Regions from separate parts of the Sus scrofa genome. Here region 1 is linked to region 2. Evidence: chromatin contacts called from public promoter capture Hi-C data. All regions are on one chromosome and are shown on one strand. The core of a region is the stretch at or near the end of the contact, and the rest is flanking DNA. Distances in the headings are between cores, read along the strand shown. Region 1 holds the start of LOC100626015 (nodal modulator 1). Region 2 holds the start of RPS15A (40S ribosomal protein S15a).

Evidence for each region. Promoter capture Hi-C pulls out the DNA fragments that hold promoters and counts their contacts.
Region 1: a promoter capture Hi-C map of liver shows a contact between it and region 2, with 15 times the contacts expected there. The contact joins the promoter of LOC100626015 here to the promoter of RPS15A in region 2. A contact is called at or near these places in 1 of 5 promoter capture datasets (liver) and 2 of 47 Hi-C or Micro-C datasets (heart right ventricle and skeletal muscle).

The regions. Positions count from the first base shown.
Region 1 is chr3:28,255,951-28,260,774 of Sscrofa11.1, forward strand. LOC100626015 (nodal modulator 1) reads right to left here and starts at 2,111. Exons shown (of 31, transcript XM_021086558.1): 1 at 1,798-2,111. The coding sequence starts at 1,962.
Region 2 is chr3:26,773,364-26,778,212 of Sscrofa11.1, forward strand. It overlaps RPS15A (40S ribosomal protein S15a), which reads left to right and starts at 3,298. Exons shown (of 5, transcript XM_021086554.1): 1 at 3,298-3,441; 2 at 4,465-4,602. The coding sequence starts at 4,470.

The DNA.
Region 1 (4,824 bases), core at 861-3,360, 1.5 Mb after region 2:
TCCTGGAGGACGTGGGTTGGATCCCTGGCTCATTCATGGGTTAAGGATCTGGTGTTGCCGTGAGCTATGATGTAGGTCAAAGATGCGGCTCAGATCCTGAGTTGCTGTGGCTGTGGTGTAGGCTGGCAGCCACAGCTCCGATTTGACCCCTAGCCTGGGAACTTCCATATGCCACGGGTGGAGCCCTAAAAAAAAAGAAAAAGAATTATGAGTGTTCCAGACCATCTGGACAGGCAGCCCTAGGGCTCAAGGAACACATTTCCTACTAGGTCACAAAACCTGCCTTCTGCTCTCAAGGTCACTACTAGTGTTTGGGCTGGGAGTACCCCAGCTGCCTTCACTTTCCTCCTGTGCCCCAGGAAACTACAAGTTGCAAAACCTTTCTAGGCAGCTTCTGAAATACCCTATGCCCACAATCCAGGACATGGCAATGGGCATCCGGGAGCCCTGCCACTGCCAGTGGGTAGACTCATTAAACACCTGACTTCTTAAGACCAAAAACAGTGGAGAAGCCACAGATAAAAGGGCTTGAAGGTGATGACTGACTAACTTCTTTGGGAAATATATGATGCTAGATTCTGCTGCCTCTCTCCCAACACCATGGTATAGGAACAAAAAATGGGACTGGGGGCAAGGCCAAGTCAAAGAGCTAGAGGGGTGTGGGATCTACTTCCTACCCCTCCCCCGGCCCTCAGTCACCTGCTTGGTAGAACACACTGGTCCGACCCTTCCCCACAGCACCGGGGCAGCTCAATGTGCTTTCAGAGAGCGGGCCTCTTCGGTCTTAAACCCCACTCCCTTCTCTTGGGCATCTCCTGGCCTCTTCCTTTTTTCTTTCTCAAATTCCCTTCTTCTGCCCCAGGTTCAGGCCCCTCCTGAAACAGAAGCCAGCCCTCCTTCAGGTCCCTTCTCATCTGCCTCCATCTATTCCCTTCCTCTTCACAAAGCTTTCTGGGTTCTAATTCCACTGGGCTAATAATCATGGAGCTTTTCAACCTAATAAATAGACTTTGACACAAATCTCTAGTGTGATTTCCATAACTGCTCAGTAAGGAAATGAGGGCAGCTGACAACTCTCCATTTTCAGAGGAAAACAGATCCCACGGGGGAAACTAAAGAGATTAAAAACACAGTTTCTCAGCCCAGAGATGCAGATAGAGACCTACTGGGTCATGATCTCTGGGATGGGAATCCATGCGCTTTAAAAGCTTCCCAGGGGGTTGGAACTTTGGCAGGACTGTGTTGTGGGGATAAGACTCTAGGCTCTGGAATATAGGTTTCAGGAAATCCGAATCTCAGGGAGTCTGGGTTCAGGGGGGTTAAGGGTCTGGGGTATAGGTTCTAGGGGATCTGGAGTCTGGGCTCCGAGGAGATCTGGGTCTTGCTGAGACTGGATTTTAAGAGATCTGGGGCCTGGATTCTGGGGATCTGGAGTTCGGGTGTTGAGAATCTAGGGTCTTGATTTCGAGGCTGCTTTAGTTTTGCGTGACCTGATACAAGTTATGAACCACCATCATCTTCATCAAAAATGTCCCTCAAACCCACGCGCACAGACCTTCAGGGCTTCGCCCCCGCCCCCACTCTGGAGCGGATCTCAAGATAAGAACCTCCACTTTAGCGCGAAAGGAGAGAAGATAGTGAAGAACCTTGGAAAGAGGCGCATCTAAAGAAAGAACTCAGAATGGGGGGCTGGTAGCAACCGCCTGGCCTCAGAGGCGAGGCCACCGCAGCTCAGAGAGGTTAAGCGATTGGCCCCGGGTCACACAGCGAGCTCCGGGCCACGGCGCGGGCGCTCACCTCGATGAGCGAGTAGTTGATTTCCACGTCCGACTTGACGAAGCCCCCGCAGCCCACCACGATGTCCTCGGAGCCGCGCGCCGGCCCCACGCAGCTCAGCAGCACCATCACGGTGGCGGCCACCACCACCGGCCCAGGCGGCCGCACGCCCCGGCAACCCCCCATAGCCCGGCAGATCCACCGCAGGCCTCGCGGTCCCGCCCCTTACAACGCACGCTGCCCACCGCTTCCTCCTCCGCGGACTCCTGACAGCCCAGTACCCGCCCCGCCACCGCCGCGCGTGCGCAATCCGATCCCACGCCCACGCCCCCAGGAAAGAGAACTACAGCGCATGCTCCGCAACAAAAGGCGATCATTTGTGCCCTCTGAAGGCTGGAGGACTCCGCGCGTTGTCTGGCAGGTGCAATCGCAAGGTGTGTGTGCAGGCATAAAGTACAAAGTTGAATCCTACTTTGGAATTCAGTAGCACTGAAACTAGAAAGAATAAGAGACTGTTAACCAAAGTATCCAACAAGTTTCCTAAATCCTTTTGGCCCATAAATTTCCAAGCGATGTATCATCTCAAACCCCTTTTAGGAATTTGTGTAAATTGGTACATTTTTCCATGATAAATGACCGACTAGGATGGGTTTTTTTTTTAAGAAAAACAAAGATCATTTAAGTTCAGCATACTATTTTAAAAGGTACTTAAATTTTATTTAATCTCAGTTCTAGTAACATTTGTATAGATACAAATTTTGAGGGCCCCCCCCGGGGGGGGTGCATGCAATTTGAATTACTCTGAATTAGCTGATACACGACTTGTCTGAAAATAAGTTCAAAAATCAGCATGTTGTTTTTTTGTCCCAAGACTGAATGTATACCATAATGTAGATGAATTAAACCGTAAGTCACCACATCAAAAGATCAAAAAAAAAATGCTCTCCTGACCTTTGAAATTTGAAATTCTTCCATTTCAACTCCTTAAAAAAAAGAAAATGTTTTATTTTGATAGTTCTTATACTTTGTTTCTAAAGGATGAGGTAAGAGAGAAGATTTCTCACTGGAATTTGCCATTGTGGCCAAGAGTTAAGCAACATACAACAGTGAATCACAATGATTTTAAACTACACAATGGTCAAAACCTTCACAGCGGCTACATGGCATGAAACATCTACTGAGAATCTCAACCATGAGCACATCTGCTTTCTGTTTCTCACTCTGTATTCTCACTCCAAACACAGTGAGACTCAACTGTTCAATCATAAAGAGAAGCCTTTAAATAATTGTTTTAGGAGTTCCTGTTGTGGCTCAGCGGGTCGGGAACCCGACATAGTGTCCACGAGGGTGCAGGTCTGATCCTTGGCCTTGCTCAGTGGGTTGGGGATCCAGCATTGCACTGTAGGTCACAGATGCTGCTTGGATCTGACGTTGCTGTGGCTGTGGTATAGACCTCAGCTGTGGCTTCAATTCGACCCCTAGCTGGGAACTTCTATATGCCACAGGTGTGGCCATAAAAAAAATAGTAATAATTGTTCTATTTTTTGAGGTTCATTACTTATAATTACAATTAATACAGATCCCCTTTATCTAACATAAATCCCTGGTTTGTCTTAGCAAGTCATCAGGGAGTTGAAAGCCATCAATTAGAAAATGTTGGCATATGGAATCGTCTTATCTTACGGAATGGGCAAATGAGGCCGAGAGAGGGAAAGAAACTTGCCTAGGGCTCTGCACGCAGCCATGTACTATTCAGAGAGCTGGACAGTAGGCTTTAGGATGCCTGAGTTCTGTTCCTGGCTCACCTGATTTCCTCTGTGTTCTTCCTGCCTTCCTGACCATTCCCCCTCAAACTTTCGCCATTCCCCTCAAGTTTGTCTTTTTTTTTTTTTTTTTTTTTTTTTTTTTTTTTTTTTTTGTCTTTTTACGGCCCTATGCATGGCATATGGAGGTTCCCAGGCTAGGGGTCAAATCAGAGCTGTAGCTGCCAGCCTACGCCACAGTCACAGGAACGCGGGATCTGAGCCGAGCCTGTGACCTAAACCACAGACCCTTAACCCACTGAGCAAGGCCAGGGATCAAATCTGCATCCTCGTGGATGCTAGTCAGATTCGTTTCTGCTGAGCCACAACAGGAGCTCCTCAAGCTCCTGATGTTTACAAAGGAATAAACATCAGGACCATGGCAGTGCTGATTGGAGTGAGGGTTGTAGGAAGAGGGGGCTCAAGCCTCCCCATAATTTCCATCAGCCGCCACCAAAACCACCTCAAAGAAGCGGACGCTATCGGAATGTAAACAGCAGACCTGCCACACTCAGCTTCAAGACAAATCCTTGGACATTTTGTGTCCCTGCTCTTCCAGAAGATCCAAGTAGGAGGACAGCTGAAAGCAGACCAGGGTTGGGACAACTCAGAAAGAAAAGGGTAAACAAGCCGGGGAGTCCACTCTGTTAGAGCCCAGAGACATCAACCGGGCAGCCTGGAGAGCACAGCAGGTTTGCATTCTTCACGCCAGCTGAGCACCTGTGCTCGTCTGTCTGAAAAAAGCTCTTTCATTCTTATCTTGAAATGAATACATGCTCCATGCTCGTTGCAGAAGGAAAGAAAAGGGAAGGAAAGGGGAAAGAAAAGAAAACGAGGATTCCCATGATGACTGCTTTAGGAGATTTCCTTCTCTTTATCTATGCATATATGTTACATAGAGTCATTTCCAAAAAAACCAAAACAAACAAACAAACAAAACTCATGGCTGGGGACACACCTTGCTTTAAGACCCAGAAGAAGAAGGTAAATGACTTGACTTTCTTCCCCCCTTTTCCCAACTTAAGCACAGACTTTTCTCTGCAAAAATTCCATAGACTCTGTTGTATCATAATCTCTTTTTTTTTTTCACTTAGCATTTAGAAATCGTCTTTCCACATTAATATATTTCTGCAATGGCCCTTTGGACCACTGCTTGGTAACCTGGTGTGAAATAATCATACTAATTAATAATAGGCAACATCTGTGTGCCTGGCACTCACTGTGTTAGTGCTTTATTAGTAATCTT
Region 2 (4,849 bases), core at 2,048-4,547:
AGAATGGATGGTACTGTTTTTTGTCTTTTTTTTTTTTTGTCCTCCACGTGCACCCATGGCATATGGAAGTTCACAGGCTAGGGGTTGAATCGGAGCTACAGTTGCTGGCCTATGCCACAGCCACAGCAACGCCAGGTCCTTAACCCACTGAACGAGGCCAGGGATCGAACCTGAGTCCTCATGGATACTAGTCGGGTTCCTTACTGCTGTGCCACAACAGGAACTCCTTGTATGGGTCTCTTTTATCTGGGTTATTTCATTCATCCTCACAGTCACTTCGCGTGTTGGTAGTATCATCATTTATTCATCAATGTTACAATAAGTACCTACTGTGATGCTGGATAACTCTTCTAGAAGCTGTGGGTATGGGTGACTTAAAAATATGCACAACCTGGGGAGTTCCCTTTGCGGTGCAGAAGAAACGAATCTGACTAGGATCCATAAGGATGCAGGTTCAATCCCTGACCTTGATCAAGGATCTGGCATTGCCATGAGCTGTGGTGTAGGCTGGCAGCTGCAGTAGCTCTGATTCAACCCCTAGCCTGGGAACTTCCATATGCTGCACTTGCAGCCCTGGAAGAAAAAAAAAAAAAAAAAAGCAAGCACAACCTGAAAGTTGAGAGTTAAGTTTTATTCGGGGCAAAATTAGGACTTAAGCCCAGGAGACAGCATCTCAGGTGGCCCTGAGAAACCAAACCACTACGAGGGGGTAAGGGACGAGCTAGGATATACAGGAGTTTTTGCAACAAAGCATAGGTAGCAGGAACAAAAGATGCCTGGGCTCACTGCAATCATTCCTTTGATATGCACCTCAGCTATTGAGCGCCCGTATCCTGAGTTTTCACAACCTGCAGGACGACCTGCTCTTACCCTTTGAGATGACTGCATTCGAAGATGAGTGTGAAACACAGCCCCAAAGAGGCAAGGGAAATAATATCAGGCCCACATTTTACCAAAGTTTGCTGCTGATCTCCTTAAGGTGGCAACTACTCACAGGGAGCAGACATCACCATGAAGGATTTTTTTTAGTGTTTTTCTAGATAGGAGATGCAAGAATTAGGCACATAAAATCTTCTAAAAATAATCGAACAATCTGAAGACCTGTTCTTCCAGTTTTCCCAAAGCACAGAGAGCCTCGCTCCTGATTTATGCTCTGAGCGGGGTGGAGGGTGGGTGCCTTGGGTTGGTAGCTGCAGAGACTCATGATAGAATCCTTATAGAGGCTGATGGCAGGTGCTGGCAAGTGCCAAACTCCGGTTCACAGTACAGCAGGGAACAAAACCAACCACATCCCCGCTTGCTGAATGGAGACAGACCGTAAATTACACTTGACAATATTTCACATGGTAAATGCTACATAGAAAAATTAAGCAGGGCAGTGGGGTTGGAGGGAGTGGGGAGGAGGCTGTGTGAGTGAGTTTGTGTGATTGAAGACAGACCTGAGGAAAAGGGAGTTGGAGCAAACTTCCTGGTAAACTAGGGGAAGAACATTCACCTTAAAGGGAAAAGCAGATGCAAAGGTCCTGAGGCAGAATATGCTTGAGCATATTTGGAAAGCAAGCAGTGGGAAGAGGTCACTTTTCCTGCGCAAGGAGACTGGTGTGCATCTCAGGGAGGACCCTGTAAGCTTTTGCAAGGAATTTGGATTTTACTGAGTTGATAAGACCCCTTGAAGAGGGCATGGTCTGGCTTAATTTTTTATTTGTTTGTTTGCTTTTGCTTTTTATAGGGCCATATATAGAAGTTCTCAGGCTATAGGTCCAATTGGCTACACCACAGCCACAGCCACAGCCACACCAGATCACACTGAGCAAGGCCAGGGATCGAACCTGCATCTTCATGGATCCTAGTAATCCTCTGAGCCACAACAGTAACTCTAACTGCCACGTGGGAAAGACAGAAGGGAGGGTAAGTGGGAAAGCCTGGAGGAAAGGCTAAAGAAGCAGTTTCAGATTTTAGGTAACTAGCCTGAGGTCACCCAGCTTCAGAAAGAGCAGAGCTAGAATTCACTCCCTCTGGAGCGATCAGACCCCTGACTTCAGGAACAACTTACTGAGTATTTGCCACATGCCAGGGCTTTGACGAGCCCTTTGGCACCTTAGCTCATCTGACCCTAGCAATAACCTTTAAGAGGCTGCACATTTATTTCAAAACACTTGTGGCTTTCTTCCAAACTGTGTTATCTCAGAACTGAGAGAAAAGTCTGAAACTCCAGTAAACAATTTTTTGGGGGGCGGGGGGGGGGGGGACTTTTTAGTGCCGCACCTGAGCCATACGGAGATTCTCAGGCTAGGGGTCAAATTGGAGCTACAGCTGCCGGCCTACACCACAGCTCACGGCAACCCTGGATCCTTAACCCACTGAGTGAGGCCAGGGATCAAACCCTCAACCTCATGGTTCTTAGTCAGATTCATTTCCGCTGCACCACAACTGGAAACTCCAATAATTTCTAACATTTAGGGAGAGTCCAAAAGGAAGCATCAATTTTTAAATTTTTTTTTTTACTTTTTAATTTTTATGGCTGCCCCCACTGCATATGGAAGTTCCCCAGGCCAGAAATTGAATCTCAGCCGCCGCTGCGGCAACACCGTATCCTTTAACCCACTGCAGCCATGTTCGGGGATCCAATCCGCCCCCCCGCAGCCACAAGAGGCACAGCGGGAAAAGTTTTTGACTGCTTTGAAAAAGTCATCCATACACGTTTCCAAGAAACAAAGGGAGAGCTGGCTTCTGCAGCACACTATACTAAAATTGGACCCATGCAGAGAAGATTATCATGGTTCCTCTGCAAGGATGACAAGCAAACTCAAAGAGGTCTTTTTTTTTTTAATTTAAGGAGTTTCTTGGCGGCCTAGCGGTTAGGTTTTGGTGCTTTCACCGCTGCTGTCTGGGTTCAATACCTGGTCTGGGAACTGAGATCCCACATCAAGCTGCAGCAGCAAAAAACCCACAAACACAAGAAAAAACCCCGAACGAATTTCTGTAGGGAAAAAGCAATTCTTCCCATTACCAGTTCCTAACGCCCTCCTCAGAGGCAATTACACATTTCTGCGGGTTCTTCCATAGATACTGTAAATACTTAAGTATCAAAATTTTATAAATGGTGACCAGTTATTGCAGTAAAAACGTGCAAATATCTAGGCTCTTGTCACTTGTTTATTTTAACAGATTAGTTGCTAGAAAGAAATCGATCCGGTGGCTAGCGTTGCCCTTCTATAAACTCCCTCAGATAGCGCCTGGGGTGTTCGATTCCATCCACTCTCTACTGCCCACCCCTGAGGAGACTCCGCCCGTTCACCCACCTCCTTCCGCTAGGCAATCCTTCTTTTGTTGTTTTTTTTGTTTTTGGCGGGGCTTTGAAAGTCTCGCGATAGCCTGACCTCTTCCCATAATTCCGTGCGCTCGCCCCTCCCTTCCTCTTTCCGCCATCTTTCCGTGCCGGTGAGTATCTTTCTCTGAGCGATCCAACTTTATCCGTTCGCTATCGGTGCCATCCTGTGGTCTGAGGCTCGGTCTTGGTTCCCTGCGAGGATGCCGGCGGCCTCCTGTGCCGGGAATACTGGCCTCGCGGGGGTCTGAGCAGGCGGAGGAGAGAGTCATGCTCAGCCGCCCCATGCTCTGCATTCTGGGGAGTCCGGGCTGTGGGGCGCAGGCCGCAGCCCTGGCTGGACCCGGAGCTTTTCGACTGTTCGGTCGACCCGGACCCCCTACGCGATCGGCGATGCCAGTACCGCCCTTAGTAGATGAGGCCCCTCCTTGGCGGGAAGTATCGGAGTCTGGGACCCTAATGGGCCGTACAGCTTCCCATTGCTGCGGCCGCGCTGGGAGCTTGGGAGTCTGAGGCCCCTTCGGCAGGGAAGATTGCACCCTGCTTGGGGTGGAGGTTTGCTGGTGTCTTCTGGGCTCCAGGTTTTCCCCCAGACACTTGTTGAGCTTGAGGAAGCCGGTCGGACTCCTCCTGTTGTCGTTTGAAAGCATGCTTTGGCCCTTGTCCTTAGCTTTCAAAACTTTGTTAGGTAAGTTCGTGTCTGTTGGGATAGAGTCTGATGAGGTGCAAGTAACATACTTGCCACTATGGTATGCTTGCTGTGGGGCATAATTTTGGGTGGCACCTGTACAGTCGTTTTAATAGTTACGGGCGTTAGGAGAAAGTCAAGTGGTATCTTGCGATGTTTAGGACGAGGCCGACACTGAGTTGGTTTATGTAAAGGTCCTGGTGGTTTTCAGAAATTTGGAAATCATCGATGGTGACCATTTGCTCCCTTTCTGAATTAACTGGCCTACCATAGCTGGTGTTTTCATTTTGGTAGGTGACATATTCTTTCGGGGCTACAAGGGAACCAGCCTGTGTAGAGATGGGAACCTTGATAGAGGTAGAAAGAAAAGCATGTGTTAGCCGTGGAATGATTGGGTGTCTGTTAATGGCCATGGCATTAATACCCCTGTTTTGTCTTCCCTGAACAGCCACAATGGTGCGCATGAATGTCCTGGCCGATGCCCTCAAGAGCATCAACAATGCCGAAAAGAGAGGCAAACGCCAGGTTCTTATTAGGCCGTGCTCCAAAGTCATCGTCAGGTTTCTAACTGTGATGATGAAGCATGGTAAGTGTCTTAATGTGTTTTGTTTTGAGGTAAACCTGTTACAGAAAGAGTCCAGTAGAAATTGTAGGGGAGAGGCCTAGGAAGATGGGGGTGAGGTGTCAGTCCTACGTGGGAAGTACTGTAATTGATTTGGGCTGTGGACAGGATAGTCTAGACAAGTGATGCTGTTTAAGAAATGCTAGGGTAGATTAGGACTGTGGGTAAGGAGGAAGTTTGTGACTTGTCCTGCTAGGTGTTTGGCACCTAA